2 separate regions of the Lactuca sativa genome follow, and region 2 is linked to region 1. The links are chromatin contacts, called in public Hi-C maps. All regions are on one chromosome and are shown on one strand. Each heading gives the region's core, a stretch centred on a gene start, on an enhancer-like site or on the middle of the called end of the contact. The rest is flanking DNA. Distances are from core to core; before and after follow the strand shown. Region 1 holds the start of LOC111919475. Region 2 holds the start of LOC111919476 (LRR receptor-like serine/threonine-protein kinase RPK2).

The links. A called contact is a pair of places that touch in the nucleus more often than the background predicts.
Region 2: a contact with region 1 is called in a Hi-C map of leaf, with 5 times the contacts expected there. The contact joins the promoter of LOC111919476 here to the promoter of LOC111919475 in region 1. A contact is called at or near these places in 2 of 4 Hi-C or Micro-C datasets (both in leaf).

The regions. Positions count from the first base shown.
Region 1 is chr4:378,969,779-378,973,039 of Lsat_Salinas_v11, reverse strand. It overlaps LOC111919475, which reads right to left and starts at 1,504. Exons shown (of 3, transcript XM_023915023.3): 1 at 1,137-1,504; 2 at 921-1,044; 3 at 56-227. The coding sequence starts at 1,390. The coding sequence ends at 183.
Region 2 is chr4:379,252,645-379,255,905 of Lsat_Salinas_v11, reverse strand. LOC111919476 (LRR receptor-like serine/threonine-protein kinase RPK2) reads right to left here and starts at 1,511. Exons shown (of 1, transcript XM_023915025.3): 1 at 1-1,511. The coding sequence starts at 1,308.

The DNA of each region.
Region 1 (3,261 bases), core at 255-2,754:
TTTAATTGAAAATTTCAGCAACTAAAAAAAGATTAATTCAAAATCGATTAAAACCTTTCGTTGCAATAGATATAGTTATTTGATTAAATTTGATTTTCAATAGATATAGTTATTAATTTACAACCACAATTATGATAATAAAATTTGATTACAATTTAAATAAAAAACATTACATAAAATTTTCAAATTCCAAGAGCATCCCTCTCTCCAAACATAGAAGCTTCCATCTACAAGAGGTGCCCATCATAATAATAATAAAAAAAACTTAATAGGATAACAAAGTATTAAAATTATAAAAAATACTATTATATATTTTTTTTATATATGTATTACCAACCAATTATAATTTTTATATACCTATGATTACATACTTTACATTTATTCAAAACTTGTATTACCAGTTACAATAGGTCACTAGCAACTAACATGTCACATGGCTATTGATGGTTAGTGACGTGAATTTAACTGTTTATTATGTACCATTATATATATATATATATATATATATATATATATATATATATATATATATATATATATATATATATATATATATATATATATATATATATATATATATATATATATAATTTGTTCAAAAACTACCCTTTCAAAAAATACATATTATTTGGGTTTAGGGTTGAATTCTATTGGGCCAAAAATATCAAATGAAACACCATCATCCACTTAACCATTTTTCGCAGATGGATATTGGACTATCAATTTTAAAAGAAAAAACACAACGAAAAAAAAAACCGTGTACATGAAAATATTGTACCTTGTGTAACTTTGACGAAAAAAAAACCGTGTACAAAAAATACATATTATTAGGGTTTAGCTTGTTTAACTTTGACGAAGTTAATATGACCATAAAATCTACAAAGATGATGAGTAATTGAGTACGCATGATAATATCGTACCTTGTGTTGTTCTTTATTTGTAGTAGACGAATTTAGTAACGGGAGAGATGACTTCTTGGACGTGGTTCTTGCAAGTATGACCTTTGAAACAGGGGACATGATCAAATCAGTAGGACTCGTATACCTATAAAATAATACATACCCATAAATTCTAACAATCATTTTTGTAAAATAATCAGAAAAAAAAACTGATTACATTTCTGGGTATTTGAAAACCTTCGGTATAATAAGAGGAGTAGGAGTAACTGCCGTCGGAACTGGTGGCCTGAACAACGGCCGTGTTTGTGGTGGCGATGGAGATTTGGGGGATGTTTGATCCATTGATCGTAGTTTTTATTTATTTTATTTTTTTTCAGAGAGAAATGTGATAAAAATGGTGTGTATGTATGTGTATGTGTGTGTGTTTTGAGGGAGAAGAAGGCAAGAAAGTGGGTGGTAATAGGATGGTGGGAGATGGTAGAGAGAACCATCCAATTTTGTGGGCCACGGTGGCGGTGGTGGTTTTGTCTTACCTTTTGAAAATAAGATATATTTTCCGGTGGACTTCAAATTTTTGTATCTCAATCCATTTCATCAAAATTATTTGATTCTTTTTATCTTTTTTGTAACAAAGGACAAAATTTAAAGATATAGCAAAAAGACAAAACCAATTGAAAGGGATATGATTAGGTAATAAAGTTATCTAAATTAGGAATATGATTAGGGGTGAATATGCTACGGAATCAATTATTTTTTATTCAAAATTCAAAAAATTCAAAGTTAATTGAACGTCAGATGAAACTTTTTAATTCTTAATAAAGTAGAAACTATGTGACTTAATTTTTGAAAATAAATATTAAATTAGTCTTTTAGCACTTGATCCACACGGATTATGTTATTTACTCAAAATAATTATTTCAACAATAAAAATAAAAAAAGAAACCTTTAATTCCAAAAAACACAATTCAACCTTGTATCAAGTAATGAGTTAGGCATCTTGGGTTTGAATTATGGCGTTGGACTCGTTAAATTGGGCTAGTAGAAGGCTTGAATTTATTATATATTAATGGTCAAACATAGACTTTGAGCTCTTCTTGGATAATTAATTTATATTTTTATTTTTATAAATCCGAAATTAATTTTAATTAACTAATTTTTTATTTAGTAAAATTTTATTAATTAGAGACTTAACTGCTTGACAGTTTTTAGCAGCATGGCCGACTCCCAGATTTTAAGAACCCTGTGCTAAGAAGAAAAATAAGACCCTAAATTAATATATAAAGAAAACAAACTTAAGACGGTGAAAACTTAAAAGTAAATAAATTAACTAAAAAGAAACATATGAAACTTTATAAAAAAGTTCAAGGGCCAATTATGTAACTTTTAAAAAATTGATTTGTTAAAGCTACTGAAAGGAGGATTGATTATGAAATATAAAACAAAAACTAATGGCCAAAATTGTAAATTGAATTTAAAACTTCAAAATGTGATGACATGAATCAAACCTACGTTGCTTCAAACTAAATTACACACTTATACCAGATACCCTACACAAACTTTATGCAAAACTTTGAAAATTTCATATATATTTAGTTATTAAATATATAATTTAATTAAAACTCAGATCCTATTTTTTTCGTGGCCCTGTGCGACCGCCCCTCTTCCCCCCCCCCCCCCCCCCCCCCCCCCTCCCTCCTAAAACCGGGCCTATTTAGCAGGTAGTTTCAGTTGGTGGTTTACAACCACCATTGGAAGACTATAAATACATGGAATCATACAGAAATTGAAGACTAATGAAACACACACTTTCTCTCAAAAATTTGTTATTTATATCATAAGGGATCATGTCGATTTTCGTCATATTCAAGATATGTTCTTAAATTAACTGTTACATCCTCAATACAGACCTATTACATGACAATTTCTGTCTTAGGACACTACAATTCTCAGACCTCAATCTACATATTTTCGTATTTGTGATTATGTTGTAAATATCAACATTCAAGTATGTTTTTCTATTATGAATCTTGAAGATAAATTTGATTTATTTGTTTTTCTATTTGTTGTATTTCGTGTTTTGATTACTTTTGTCATAACAATATATGGATTGAAAAATGGTCATTGGTATCATGTGTTTGAAAAGAATTAATATCTATTATAATGGTTGTGAGTTCAAGTCTAGTTATATATAAATGTATAGCTTATTAGTAGGGTTTAGAGGCGTGAGTTAGCCGTTAAAAATAAAATATAAAAAAACATATGGATCAAAATAAACAAGTATTACAAGTATATTTTAACTTTGCCATTGATGTTGATTTTGTATTTGTCATAAATTAATGGTTAAATAACTCCGAAAAGAATC
Region 2 (3,261 bases), core at 262-2,761, 280 kb before region 1:
ACGAAGTTTGTCACTGATTTCACCGGTTAGCTTGTTGGAGCTCAAATCAAGAAAATTTAGGTTTTTGCAGATATTGAATCCTTTGGGGATTTCACCGGAGAAAAGATTCTGGGCCAGGTTGATCATTTCCAAGCTGCCACATGTCCCCCAATTGTCGGGAAACCTGCCCTCTAATGTCGCTCTTGGTGCCCATAAAAGTTTTAGATTTGGGAGAGTGGTGATTTCAGAGGGGATTGTACCTTCAAAGTAATTGAACTCGTCTTCTGGAGCTAATTGCAAGAAATTGTTGTCAGGAATGGAAAAAGTGGGAATTGGATTGAACAAGTTGGAGAAGACGACGATTGATAAGTTCAAACAGCTTCCGAGTTCCCGTGGGATTGGGCCACTGAGACTATTTCTTGAAATATCCAAAACTTGAAGCGTTTTAAGTCTACCGAGTTCAATCGGGATTTCTTCTTGAAGTAAATTCGAGTACAATAAGAGGGATTGTAACTTGGTACAGTTCCCTAAGCTTGATGGAATCCCACCGACCAAAAGATTTCCGGCAAGTTCTAGATTCTCGAGATTACCACAATTGTAGCCGATTTCAATCGGAATGTTCCCGGATAATTGGTTAAAAGAGAGGTATAATCCTCTTAAATCCCCAAATTTGTCGAGAAATATTGGAATTGAACCGTTGATGTGATTCCCTGCGAGATTCAAGACCTGTAAATTTTTGAATTGGGATACTGAATTTGGTATCTCGCCGGATATCTGATTAAACCCCAAATTGAGAACTCGGAGGCTTTTTAGACCAGTGAAGTGAGACTGTAAGTTGCCGTGAATCGAATTCCCTTCAAGATCAATCACTTCTAATTTCTCCATACCCCAAATTTCAGAAGGGATTTCACCACTCAAATCGTTGAAAGGAAGTGATAAAATTCGGAGTTCTGAAAGCTTAGAGATCGCGGATGACAAATTGCCCACTAATTTGGCGTTAAGATCCAAACAATTCTTTACAATTCCAAATCCATACAAGGGAAACTGATTATATTTAGAACAGGTAAAGTCTCCGGAGTTACCTCCACCTGTGATGTTAATCGCCACAACCCTAGAATCTGACCCGCAAGTGACTCCGATCCACGAACAGTGATCCGAACTGCTTAAATTCCAGCTCATTAGCACTCCTGAAAGATCCGAAACAGCAGCCTTGAACTCCAGAAGCGCCGATTTGTCGGAATCATCGCCAGAAACAGCATGGAAGTAAGACGTAGTGAATACCAACAAGGTAATTAACAAGAAGTTAAATGGTTTGTGAAGACGACCCATTACTGAACCCTTTTGAGGGTTCGAAAAGAATTGAATCTTGGTAAGAAGGGGTTAGTTTAAAGATCTGATGTGTGGAAAACGGGTTTTGTTCAAAACCCTAACCCTAAAATTGGTGTTTGGGGAGAGAGAAGAGAGAACATGGAGAGAGATTGAACAGTGGGAGTTCATTGAGAAAACGCGTTTGTAAATTTGTTTTTAGCATTCAATTTGTTTCCACTTTTCCAATTTTAAATAACAACTTTTACATATATTTTTGCAATGTAAGATTTATGATAAAAAAGATATACACTTTATTATTTGAAATGTATATTATAAATTTATAATTAGCAGGAAACAAATAACTTTTATTTAAATAGTTGAGGTTTTTTGTAACTGATAAAAAATGAAAATATTAATATGATTATATAAGTGTGTTATTTGTTTTCAAAATAATAATAACTATGATTTTATCTGCTATCATGTATTGTTGTGGCAGTAATAGATTTAAAAAGTACTAAAAAGTAAGTTGCTACATGTTAAAAATAGACGAAAATGTAGTTTCTGTTTGTAAAGTGAAAAATAGACAAACTCGAATTTATCGATATATACATAAAAAAAATAAAGTAAGTTTTTTTTAAAAATAATAATATTGAACGAGAGTTATAAATTTATATTGAAACGTTGAATACATCGAATTATACTGACACATACATAAAAGATTGATTTTTTTAAGTTAACGAATGATAGTTATTAAGGAAAATCAGATTATGTATATTGCTAGGGATAAACGAAAGTTTAGAAAATAAATAGTGAAACTTATGATTTACAAAGTTCAAAGTTGAAGGAGCCAAAATGACATTTTAAAAATTAGAGGGGTGGAAAATGTCATCTTATAAAGTAAATGGTGTATATTGTCGATAGTAAAAGCAGAAGGTGTCAAAGTTTTATTTTAAAAAGTAAAGATGTGTAAATAGTCATTTTTCAAAGTAGAAGGGTGCTAAGAAAATGTCCTCTACAAAGTAGAGGGGAGCAATGATATCGATGGTAAAAATCTAGATGGTCAAAAAATGACATTTTAAAAGTTAGAGGGTATCATTTCTTAAAGTAAAATGTGCAAATTATCAACATCCACCAACCACCAACATTCTCTTTTAATATATATATATATATATATATATATATATATATATATATATATATATATATATATATATATATATATATATATATATATATATATATATATATATATATATATATATATATATATATATATATTACCTATTTACCCACGTCAAGCGACAAGTACGAGTAGATTCTTTCATAAATTAGTTTCTAGAGACAATTAATTTTTTGTGAAAAGCGACAAGCGGCTAATAGTTTCTTTGTGGCTGCTGGAAAAATATGTGGGGTGATATTATTAATTATAAAAAAATACCGACTGAACTTGATATTTCTGGAATCGGGACCATATTTGAATATTTTTTCTTTTGTATCTTTTTTTTGGACATAAACCCTTTGGTGATATTCATTGTATATTTCTTCTTTTATCAACCCAAAAAAACAACAATTTGTTCAACAAATGAACATGTTTATCAGCAATGTTGCAAGTAAAAAAACATTATCATAAATTGTGCATCTCAATTTACTCAATCTAAGCCATTTTGTTTAGCCACACATACATACCAGTAACACTTCTATGAAATTATTATTTCTCACATTTAACCCAAAATGGATAAATCCAATAAATAGAAACATCCATTTAATCATTTTTTTATCAATCAAATTAATTACATTTACAGTCGACAAACGGAAAATAGATTACGATTTTTATATATTCCAACTTCTTTGATGTTTTAAACTTTCAAAAATTATGCTACCAATTCTCTCAAGTTAATAGTTACTTTGTACATAATTTTTTTTTATCAAAAAAGAGTGAATATTAAGGAGGGCATATTTGTCTATTCTAATTTT